3 separate regions of the Mus musculus genome follow, and all the other regions are linked to region 2. The links are chromatin contacts, called in public ChIA-PET and HiChIP or PLAC-seq maps. All regions are on one chromosome and are shown on one strand. Each heading gives the region's core, a stretch centred on a gene start, on an enhancer-like site or on the middle of the called end of the contact. The rest is flanking DNA. Distances are from core to core; before and after follow the strand shown.

Region 1 (3,603 bases), core at 644-3,143, 220 kb before region 2:
AAGGTTAACTGCTCCTCAAGCAGGCTCTTCAGTGTCCTAAGCCATCACTGTCATCGACAGCCTACAGTGTCCAGATCCAGACACCCACCCCCCAGTTCCAGGAGATGGGCTTTCTCTGTGTCGTTTTGATCTGCACCCCTCCCCGATCCTTCCCTCTTCCCATCATGCCCTGAGGTCTAGCCTTCACCGCCCTCTGCTCTATAGTTCAACTACCAGGATTTGAGGTCATAGCTGTCTCACAGTTTCTCTGCACACAGATTTTTTTCTGTTTCTTCTGTCCTCGGTTCGTGGCCACCTTTCCACAGGGCCAGGGTATAAGGACTTAGGGTATATGTACCATCCCATGGTATACCAACCCTGGATGCACTGACCCTCAGACCAGAGCTCTTCCTTTCTGTACAGAAGATTCTGATGTGTGGAACAAATCACAAGGGCAAAGGTATCCACGTGTCTGTCTCTCCTGACCTCCGAGCCCCTGGTGAGAAAAGACTGGGCCTCATCCTTCTCTGTGTGTGCAGTCTTAGCACAGAGGAGTGGGGACACAGGAAGTGAATAGAAGCCAGTGTTCTTCTATGCCTTGTGGCCTTTTGCCTTCCTGGGGGTCCTCTCATGGCATCTAGCTCTGCCTCGCCATCTGCAGGACCCTTTATTGTGTCCTTTACTGACATCCCATGAAGCCTGTGTAGAGGCAGGTGGGGGTGGGGAGACAGAGCAAAGCCGCAGACATCAAGGTTCTCCAGACTCAGAGCCTGCAGAGGAGCTGTGCTGCTCCCCCTCATGATCCGGGATGGCTGGGCTCATCCAGGCCGCTCTCCTCACTCACATTAGTAGTAGATGGGGCAGTCAGAGGGGACTCAGCTGATGTGGCACACACAAGATGGATCACGGGCATGGCTACACCTTGGTGGGCAGTAGAAACCTGCTTCAGCAGGATGGCAGATTATGGGCATGGCTGGTTCTCTCTCTCTCTCTCTCTCTCTCTCTCTCTCTCTCTCTCTCTCTCTCTCTTATATATTCTTTTATCCATTCCCTCATTTGTGTCAATCACTCAGGAGGCAGAGGTAAGCAGATCTCTGCAAGTTCAAGGCCACCCTGATCTACAGAGCAAGTTCCAGAAGAGCCAGGCCTATAAAAAAGAAACCTTGATCTTGAAAGCAAAACAAAACAAAACAAATGACATTATAGCTCTGGATGAGAACCTGAATCAGGGACTGAGTGGCTATGTTGACAGAGCACATGGGACTGAAAGCACAGGGGACAGCTACACAGAGGGACCACTTCCCTGTTCTCTGCTGACATGGGGACCTCCTATATAGCCTGTGAGCTCCTGAGGGCACGGTGCAGCCCCCAGACTCCATGACAGTCTGTCAGATGAGTCCCGGCTCCAGCGAACAGCAGATCTTAGGATGACACTTGGGGTGGCACAGTCTGTGACACACGATCCTACTGAGACTTCCCGGTGCATTTGGAGCGGGGACTGAGAGAGGGAAAGCAGGAGGCATCCTGGGAAAGACGTCACTGCTGACCAGAGGAAAGGGCCAAGGCTCAGCTCAGGAGGGGCAGTGCAGTTGGGGGCTTGAATTAGGGGACCCTAGGATGACAGTCATCCAGGCTTGACTTGTGAGTGTGGACGTGAGATGGTGGGGCTAAGAGGTCCCTGCTTCGGAAGAAGGAGCAGGAAGCAGCTAGCTGGAGGCTGAGAGCTTTGGAAGAGATGGAGGTCTGGTCCAGCAGGTGCTTACCTCACTCCTGGGCCATGATGCCATGGACAAGAGGGCTGAGCATAGAGTAGAGAGCCCCGGCCCCTCCCAGGCCACACACTGTGTGCTCTGGTACCAGGTGAATGCTGTGGAGCAAGCCTCACTTCTGAGCCTACCCAGCAAGCACTTCCTCCTGTTTCAAAACCATCTCACAGCTTGTCATTCGCTGCTCAGGAGGCCTCTGATCCTCAGCCGCTCAGGGTCTAGGGCCTCAGGTACTAACAGGGAACATCGGTGGGAAGTCTGGCCAAGTGTGCTAAAAACGAGTAACTGGGTCCTCCAGCATTCATTCTGGAAGCAAGGCTGATGCAGGCTAACAGCACCGGCCCGGTTTATCTTTCTGTCTCTGTCTGAAGCCGTTGGCTTCTGCTGTTGATGCTGTAGGCTGCAAGCTCACCAGGTGACAGTGGCTGCTCTGGACATCCCATCAGTTTTCAGAGCAAGAGACCACTTTTGTTATCTTTCTTCCAAGAAACAGCATCTCTGACTGACTTTCCTTGTGTGGATGTGGTTGGTGAAAACAGTGTGACCTCGGAGCCCCAAAGGCTGAGAAAACACGTATATTTACTTTAAAGGTTTAGTTTTGTTTTTAATGGGGTGTGTGTGTGTGCCCACAGAAGCCAAAAGAGGGTGTCAGATCCTCCTCCAGGGAGGTGGAATTAGGAACAAAACTTGGTTGCTCTAACAGCAACAAGCACACACACTTAAACAGCCTTTCCTCTCACTGAAAACAAGTATTTCATCAATGCTGAGCACACTGCTGTCCTGCCCTAAACTGGGATTCTGTAGGCAAGGAGAGAGGAATGGGGGAGGGGCAGGAGGGGTGGGAGAGGATAGGGATGGGTGGGAGGGATGGGAGAGGATAGGAGGGAGTGGGAGGGATGGAAGGGGTGGGAGAGGGAGAGAGGAGTGGGAGGGGTAGCAACCGTAAGAGAAGGTAGGGAGGTTGGAAGAGAGAAGGAGGGGTGAGACAAGCAGAAGGGGCAGGGCGGGGAGGGGCAGGAGGGGTCAGGCTGCTTTGTCCATCAGAGCACTGACCCCTAGGCTTTCCAGGCCCTGTTTCCTCCTCTGCAATGGCTAGCAGCACCCCAAGTGACCAAATGCAGGACTGAGGTTACATGTGCGGTGAGGGGGTGGAACAGGTATTTCATGTCATTACTCTTGGGGTAAGGCAAAGACCCCAGGGCAGCTGGGGCGGGGAGCTGAACACCCACAGCAGGAGCCCACCCAGCACACAGGGGAGTTTAAGGCACACAGGGACAGGGCCTGGGTGGGTGGGCAACAGAAGGAGAAGAAAGGTCACTAGTGGTGGTGGGGAGTCCGGTCAGGGTTTTCTCGGTTCTTGGCCTCTTAGTCAAGGAACCGAAATAAAATTCCACACAAATTGCAAAAGTATCGGGGACTTTATTCAGATTAAAGTGAAAGCTGAGATCTGGGTGAAATAAGCTGTCAGGGTGACAGTGGGCTGGCTGTGTGCTCCACAACTCACACAGAGGCTCAAGGTAACAGGCCGGGGTTTGCCTCCTACAGAAGGGGGCGGGGGAGGAGGAGGGGGAGGTTTAGCTACTTAGAGGCTTAGTTTGAGAGGTTCTGGGCTTAGATCTACGGTTTTGAATCATGTAAGGTTTTGCTTAGTATCATGCACTAGAAAAGGAGCAGAGAGCTAAAAGAGGGACTCTGGGTGCACCCCAGGTCTTTAACTCCCCAAAGCGATGGGGGTGCAGGTCCTCTCAACCGTGTTGGAGAACACAGCACCTGTGGGCTTAAAACCTTTCTTTCTGTGTCAGAGAAATCTTGCCCTCCTGTGAGCCAAGCTAAGAACAGAAGCTTCCCTCACTGGGCC
Region 2 (3,531 bases), core at 73-2,572:
CCTCTCCCTCACTAAACTACCTCCTCTCCTTGGCCTCCCCACCAAAGGCTCAGTCACTTCCGCTCACAGAGCCAGCAGCCACCATGGGGACATAGTGTGTGTGTGCACAAGTGCATGAGTTCTGCTACCTCCCCTGACGTGGTCCCCAATGCCCCCCATACCCACACCCATCCCTGGCTTTGCTTGATGGGGTCTTGAGTATGGGGAGAGAGACTCTGCTTTCAGGAAACACACTCATTACTCTCATGCCTTCTTATTACTGTATTTAGCATGCCTAGCCCTGTGTATGAGCACAGGTATACACACACACACACACACACACATTCCATATGCCTTGGCAGATCTCCCCTCACCTTGACCTCCAGCCCACACGACCTCACCCACTGCCTCCCATCCCAACCACAGCACAGGAAACGGAGAAGCTAGACAGGGCCCTCACACCCTGGGCAGCACAGCAGGGCAGGAACTGAGAGGAAGCCTCCCTCAAGCAGGCCCCACCTCCATGTCTCTCCAGCATCCACATCACACCCCTGCCTCACACAGCCCCATCCATGCCCAGAGCTGAGGTGCGCAGCTACTCGGTCCTGGTGGGTTTTCACCTTAACACCCACCAGAATCTTCAGGCAAGTTAGGGTCAAGAATCTAGGAGATGAGGGGGACCCAAGAGGAGCCTAGGACAGAGGTGCCACATGGAACCCAACAGAGATAGACCTGTGAGTCTAAGGAGGCCCTGGAGTGTGGCAGTGGGGATGGGGGTGGGCACGGAAGAAGTGGAGAGACCCCAGAAGGAACCACTCCCTGGTGGTCAGCTTTTCCCCAGACCACCAGGAAGACCCCTGGGAGCCCCCCAGCCAGGAGTGCTCTCTCAGACTTCAAGGCAGCCCCCGCCTGTCACCTGTTGCCTGATCCTGGAGACCCACGTGTCTAGTAGCAGGTCCAGGCGGGAGCGATGGAAGGCCCAGGTAGTCTTGACTGCGATGAAGATGTCGCCTAGCTGCAGCTCCAGGGGTCCTGGGTTCCGTTGGTTCAGCCTGAGCGCGCCCTGTATCATCCTCTGGGACAAACTTGAGTGGTATCGTAGAGACAGGAGCCCCACGCACAGGAGGGTAAAGAGGGCTCCCGCCATGCCCCGAAAAAGTCGGCAGTGCATTGGTAGCAGGCCCCCAGACAGTTCAGCCCCCGACTCCCCAATCAGTCTGGGGTGGGAGGCTGGTCAGGAGGGGGCCCTGGTACAGGCAAAAGTCTGGCAGGCATCGGGGGCACACACCAACGGGAAAGGAGGAAGCTGGGTCTCTGGACCCAGAGACTGAGCCACCACCGTCCTGCCAGCCGGCAGAGGCCACCAGCCCGCCACCTGCTCCTCAGCCCTCCCTCCGGGCCACTTAGCTCCTGGCCCCGCCCCTGCCTCAGCCCGAGGGGCGGGGCTAGGCCTGGGAAGCCCCAGAGGCAGCTGCTGGGAGCCACCCACTGGAAGAGGCACAGGGCCCTGCCAGCTGCTGCAGCCACACCAAACCCTCCACGAGGTGGGAAGAAGCCACTCCAGCCTTCCTATGCCTCACAGTCCTTTCTCTGGCTCCTAGAATAGCCAGGATCCTGTCCAGCCAGCCTCAGGTCCTGGCTCATTCTCCCTCCTGCTGGCCCTTCCCATCATCCACCATGCATCAGGCCTACATCTATCACAGGGCCATGCCCACCATAGCATGCTGCCTAGATTCTTGCTTTCTTTGAATCTTTACACAGACATTATTTCTGCCATGAGGCTTTTCCTGCCCATTTTAAACAGCCCTCCTTCCCAGCCCCCAAGCCTAGACCCTTCTAACTTCTTGCTGTATGGTGTATTTTACATATTTATTGTCTTACTTATGATACTACTGAGGCAGGGGGTATTCTCTTTTGTTGACTATCCAGAACCCAGTACGGTACCTGGTACATACTGGGCACTTGATCAATACTTGTTAATTATGTTAATTAAGCACAGGAAAGTGCTTGGTGGCTGTGAATGGATCTAAGCCTGCTAAAGGCTCCTGGAGCACTAGGACAATGAGGTGTCAGCCTCAGCCTGTCCCCTTCACAGCTCACCTCCTCAGAACAGTGCCACCAAGGAAAAGCCTAGGCTTGGGGCTGGGTTCAGATCCCAGCTAGGGCCACAACCTGGCTGTATGGCTGTCGACAAGATACCTCTATCATTTACGAAATGATGGTGAGGGACTCCAAGATGGCTCAGCAGGTGAAGGTGCTTGCCACCAAGCCTGTGGATGGACCTGAGTTCAATTCCCAGGGACATGCCCCCTCCAGCAAGTTGTTCCCTGGCCTTGTGTGTGTTGCCACAGCAAGTTGTGTGCATGCACATCTGACAGGTGTGCATCACCATAGCAAATTCCTTAAAGGGATCTCGGGGCAGGTGAGAGGTGAGAGGGCTCAGCAGAAAAGGCAGCTTGCTGACACGCTGACTGCCTGAGTTTGATTCCCAGGACCCACATGACAAAAAGGGAGAACGGCTCCTGAACCTTATATACACAGTGCACTCTTGCTATTGCATGCGCGCGCGCACACACACACACACACACACACACACACACACAGTGAACATTTTTGTAAGTGAAATTCTAACCTCAAAGCCCAAGGACACCTCTTCCAGTCTGTCTCTCTAGACTGCTCCCCCGGAGGTAACCATGCTCACTCTGGGGGCTGTCTCTTGGGGACAGCCACACACCCACAATTTGCCAGGCTCCTTAAGCCACTCCTGGCCTCCTGGCTTCAAGTGACCTGAGCAGAGGACACTCTGTTGATGAGGAAGGCCGGGCTGAGGGCCCCCCACCTGGCACTGGGGCAGGTAAGGTGACTCCAGCACAGATGGCGGGCGTCTCTGGGAGGAGCCAAGGAAATATGACCCTCCCCACAAACTGAACAAACTGGCAGGGACTTGAAAGGTGGGATCCGCTGGGGATGGGGATGGGGACAAAGGGGACAGGGCCCCCAGGCCAGGCATGGAAGCAAGCATAAGGTCACCAACTTCTATGACAAACTTTAATGACTCATTGTGTGCAGCTTGAATGAAAAGGCCCGGGGAATCACCCACAAGCCTAACATTGGGATGGCCTAGCAGCACCACCACCCTGGCCTCCTGGAGGCAGGCGGGGAACAGAAAGCCAGCCGAGAGAACATGTCCAGGTGTGCTGGGCAGAGCACACATTGCTTAGTGCCAGTGTCACAAGGATGGTGATATTTACACGGGATGAGGGACGACACACACAGAGATGTAAGGGTAGGAGCTGACCAGAACAGCCGTGGTATCTTCATGACAGCACACACAGGCAATGCCATTGGACTGTGGAGGTCCCGTGGTGCTGGGCACAGCTGGGGGCACAGACCCAGGTTGAGGACCCCTGAGACCTCGTGTGCCCAAGTGGAGGGACAAAACTGGGGATCCATGAGGACATATGTGCAAAATTGAACGGTGTGAGAACTCTATTCCAGGGTGTGTATGTAAGGAGAGGGCACACATACACGTATAAGACACACAAATGGAAA
Region 3 (3,459 bases), core at 748-3,247, 180 kb before region 2:
AAATTCCACCCACAGTCAGGAAGCTGAGGAAGATAGATGAGCACACTGCTGCTGCTCAGCTTCCTGTCTCTGTTTATGCAGTCCAGGAAGCCAGCCAGGGAATGGCGCCACCCACAGTGGGCAGGTCTCCCCTTCCTGATTAACAAAAACTAAGATGACCCCCACAGACATGTCCAGAGGCCTGTCTCCCAGGGGGCTCTAGACTCTGTCAAGTTGACAATTTACACTAACCACCCTGATGATCACCCAAGTCATGGTCCCTTTAATGACAGGCACTGGCTCCTCCTACATAATGTAAACTGATCGCCATTGCGGTCAGATGCTGCCCACATTAGCTAATGACCAGTAATCCTGGGAGGGGTCTCAGGGGCGGGAGAAATTCCTAAGGGTGAATTTCGATGTGGCAATGGGGACCTTTTCCCCCAGTTCTCTGTCCCTGCTGTAGCCCACCCCACCCGCAAGCACTAGCTCCCACCTTCCTGCTGCCTGTGGAGGATCCTGTTTCTTAGCAAGTCCTGTGGCCAAACTTGGATGAGAAAGGACAGAAGTGGGAGACACAGGGCATCTGGAAAGCCAGAATGCTGCAGAGGCCAGCCTGCTCCATTCCGTAAACCAGATTAATCCAGGCCTCCAGGGCGCCCCCTGTTGTTGATACATAAAACTGCACCACTCTCTCAGCTAGACTTTGGGTCAAAGACACAGGGTTGAGCTCAGACTCCAGGCGGTGGGGGGGGGGGCACACCCCACTTCTGTGTGTGCGTGTGCATGTGCAGGGCCTTGGCTATGCTAGACAAGCTCTCTACCCATGAGCTATGTCCCCAACCCTCTTCTTGTTTCTTATTTTAAGACAGGTTTTCACTGGATCAGGCTTGAATTTTTAATCCTCCTGCCTCAGTCTCCCAAGAAGCCAGGATGACAGGCCTATACCTCCAGGCCGGAAATGTCTGCATCACTCAAGGAAGGAACTACATGCCTATCTTCCCTGGGTGTATTCATTCATTCACTCATTCATTAGTTCATCCTCACTTGAACACTCCTTTCTCCTCACATTTTACGAGAGACTAGGACACAAATGTGACCTTGCCCTCACTGGACTTCTAAATAGATTGGAAACAGATCAGTGAGCCAGGATGTGCCCTGAATTCCAAAGAGTAAGCGCTCCTCTGACTGAAGTTTCTGTCAGCCATCCCTTTTTCTCTGCAGGATCTGAACCAACTCACCAGAAAAGGCCTGAGAAACAAAGCAGTCAACAATGGGGCAGCTGGGGGGGGGGCAGTTAAAGCCTAAAGGAAAATCATTTTTTGAACACCTACTACATTCCAAGAATCTTACACTGCTCTTTCTACATTCCCAAGGTTGAGTGTGCATACTCTCTTCGGACGCAAGCCAAATGAGACTCGGTGTAATAGGTTGACTAGCCCGAAGTCACATGCACCCTGTTGGTGGTGACACCTGCCTGAGTGGAGATGCTGAGGGTCAAACAACTGGATCTGGCCACAAAGTCACATGGAAGGATTGTACAGATTTGATGGTGAGTTTCCTAGCGGCCCGGGGAGAGAGGGAAATTAGACACTTTGTGAGACGTGGGGGGGGGGGGGGGCATTTCTTTAAAAAAAAAAAAAAAAGCAAAGCCCCTCCCCCATCCCTGAATGACTTGTCTTTTCTCCAATGAGATTTGATTCAGGGGAGTTCAGAGAGGACCCTAGAAGCTGGGAAATCTTTTGGCTTATATTTAAAGAGGTTGCTGGGTAAAGACCCGCGCCCCCCAGAGAAGGTCCATCGTTAGGACCTTCTTCCCCTGTGACTGAGCTTGTGGGGGCCCATAATCCACCTGTCTGTCTGTCTGTCTGTTTGTCTTTATCCACCCACCCCCACTCCCCTGCCCTAGCTCTGTCTTCCTTCTGCTTCCCCACTTTCCAAGTACTCAGATGCCAGGGTCTGAGCTAACTGGTGAAACTCAACTGCCTTTAGGAAGTGCGCTCTGTGTCAGGAGCCTGCGCACAGACCCCTGTGGCCAGGGCTGACTTCCTCCCACAGGGTCTGGGCGGGGCAGGCAGGAAGGGGCCATGACTGGTCCTCTTGGCTACCCACCAGAGCAGCAGCTGAGCTGGCAAGGCAAGCAGCTGGGCCACCTTTCCCCTGGGCTTCAGAATGGATGTGTGTCACACAGGTAAGCGATAGGTCCCAGCCACGGGCCTCAGTCCTTTCCTCCGGCAGAACAGGGAATCAAGGGCAGCCGTGCCCAGAAGGCCAGGAAAGAAAACCTCAAACTCCATGTGCAGAGGTAGGCACCGGGCTAGACTCCAGGCCTCGGGGTCCCACAGGCATCTGAGTGGTTGCTTACCTCCTGGGCTCTGCACTATGAGGTGGATGATGACAAACGAGATAAAAGATAGATAAAACAGGAGATCAAGGACGAGGGAAGAAGGAATTGGGAGTGCTCAGGCCGACGCGGCTCAGCAGAGTTCTTGGGAGTTCCAAGGAAGAGTTTTCAGGAGGGAAGGCCCCCCATAAGGGACCTGGGAAGAATGACTTCTGATGAAGGTGGATATTGTTGGTGGTGACACCTGCCTAGACCCTGTGAGGGCCCTACAGAGTCTTCTTAGCTCCTGGGGTCTGGTGACGTTTGATGGAGGCTGGGGACACTGCCTGAAGGAGTAACATTCATTCAATGAGGCCCTGGCACAGTAGGCCCTGTTCACTCAGTAACCAGGGCGGTGGGTCTGAGGGACAGAGAAAAAGGAAATGGGAGGGACAGGCTGGTGTGGTTCTCAGGGAGCAGAGAGCAGGGCTGTGGGTGGAGCCATGTCCCTGTACCCTCAGAGAGTTCTCTTGGAGTTCTGGGCTCTGAGGGACTGCAGCTGCTGGCTGTCTGGATCCCCAGGTCTATATGACTGGTTCAGAGTGACAGATTCTCCAAATGATACCTAACCCTTAACAGCCAGGCCCCACCCACCAGCACTGGGCCCCGCCCACTGGTGCTGAGCCCCGCCCACTGGTGCTGAGCCCCGCCCACTGGTGCTGAGCCCTGCTCACTGGTGCTGGGTATTCTCCAGATGCTATGCCTTGTTCTGTATTCCAGAAACCGATCAGGTTCTTCCTTCCTTCCTTTCTTTTGTTTGTTCTCTCTCTCTCTCTCTCTCTCTCTCTCTCTCTCTCTCTCTCTCTCTCTCTCTTTCTTATCCCCACCCCCTTTATTTTTAGATTTTTGGAGACAGTGTTTCTCCATGTAGCCTTGACTGTCCTGGAACTAGCTCTGTAGACCAGGTTGGCCTCAAACTCACAGAGACCTGCCTGCCTCTGCCTCCCAAGTGCTGGGATTAAAGGTGTGCACCACCACTGCACCTGGCTCCCTCAGACTCTTTCAACAGCCATTTATTTATGGTCGGGATACAGGGGGCTTTGACAGGACATAATATAAGAAGAGGCTGTGGCTCTGGCCACCAAAGATCTCCTTAA

The links. ChIA-PET counts read pairs in DNA pulled down with a chosen protein or histone mark. HiChIP or PLAC-seq counts read pairs in DNA pulled down with a chosen protein or histone mark.
Region 1: a contact with region 2 is called in an RNA polymerase II ChIA-PET map of memory CD8 T cells, with 3,217 read pairs. The contact joins the enhancer-like site here to the promoter of Mfng in region 2. A contact is called at or near these places in 9 of 39 promoter capture datasets (the 3T3-L1 cell line, the C10 cell line, the HPC-7 cell line and 5 more), 1 of 15 datasets of contacts at CTCF or cohesin (large pre-B cells), 1 of 484 Hi-C or Micro-C datasets (bone marrow-derived macrophages), 4 of 115 datasets of contacts at active chromatin or transcription factors (the 230-238 cell line, the SCID.adh cell line, effector CD8 T cells and 1 more) and 4 of 9 other capture datasets (adipose tissue, embryonic stem cells, liver and 1 more).
Region 3: a contact with region 2 is called in an H3K4me3 HiChIP or PLAC-seq map of the SCID.adh cell line, with 20 read pairs. The contact joins the promoter of Cyth4 here to the promoter of Mfng in region 2. A contact is called at or near these places in 19 of 39 promoter capture datasets (the 3T3-L1 cell line, 3T3-L1-derived adipocytes, the C10 cell line and 12 more), 3 of 15 datasets of contacts at CTCF or cohesin (the NIH/3T3 cell line, embryonic stem cells and large pre-B cells), 6 of 484 Hi-C or Micro-C datasets (B cells, the N1E-115 cell line, bone marrow-derived macrophages and 2 more), 22 of 115 datasets of contacts at active chromatin or transcription factors (the 230-238 cell line, the HPC-7 cell line, the SCID.adh cell line and 13 more) and 3 of 9 other capture datasets (adipose tissue, liver and pancreatic islet).

What each region holds. Positions count from the first base shown.
Region 1 is chr15:78,556,023-78,559,625 of GRCm38.p6, forward strand. It overlaps Rac2 (Rac family small GTPase 2), which reads right to left. Exons shown (of 7, transcript NM_009008.3): 7 at 3,147-3,603. Among named protein-coding and RNA genes, the nearest start is that of Sstr3, 13 kb to the left of the region's middle. Within about 2 kb of position 1,894, at least 21 of the 459 cell types and tissues checked have an H3K27ac peak or open chromatin away from gene starts, as enhancers often do. A contact at or near this core is called in memory CD8 T cells, where this site is marked.
Region 2 is chr15:78,772,123-78,775,653 of GRCm38.p6, forward strand. Mfng (MFNG O-fucosylpeptide 3-beta-N-acetylglucosaminyltransferase) reads right to left here and starts at 1,323. Exons shown (of 8, transcript NM_008595.2): 1 at 896-1,323. The coding sequence starts at 1,150. Card10 (caspase recruitment domain family, member 10) reads right to left here. Exons shown (of 21, transcript NM_130859.2): 21 at 3,014-3,531.
Region 3 is chr15:78,595,050-78,598,508 of GRCm38.p6, forward strand. Cyth4 (cytohesin 4) reads left to right here and starts at 1,998. Exons shown (of 13, transcript NM_028195.3): 1 at 1,998-2,170. The coding sequence starts at 2,152.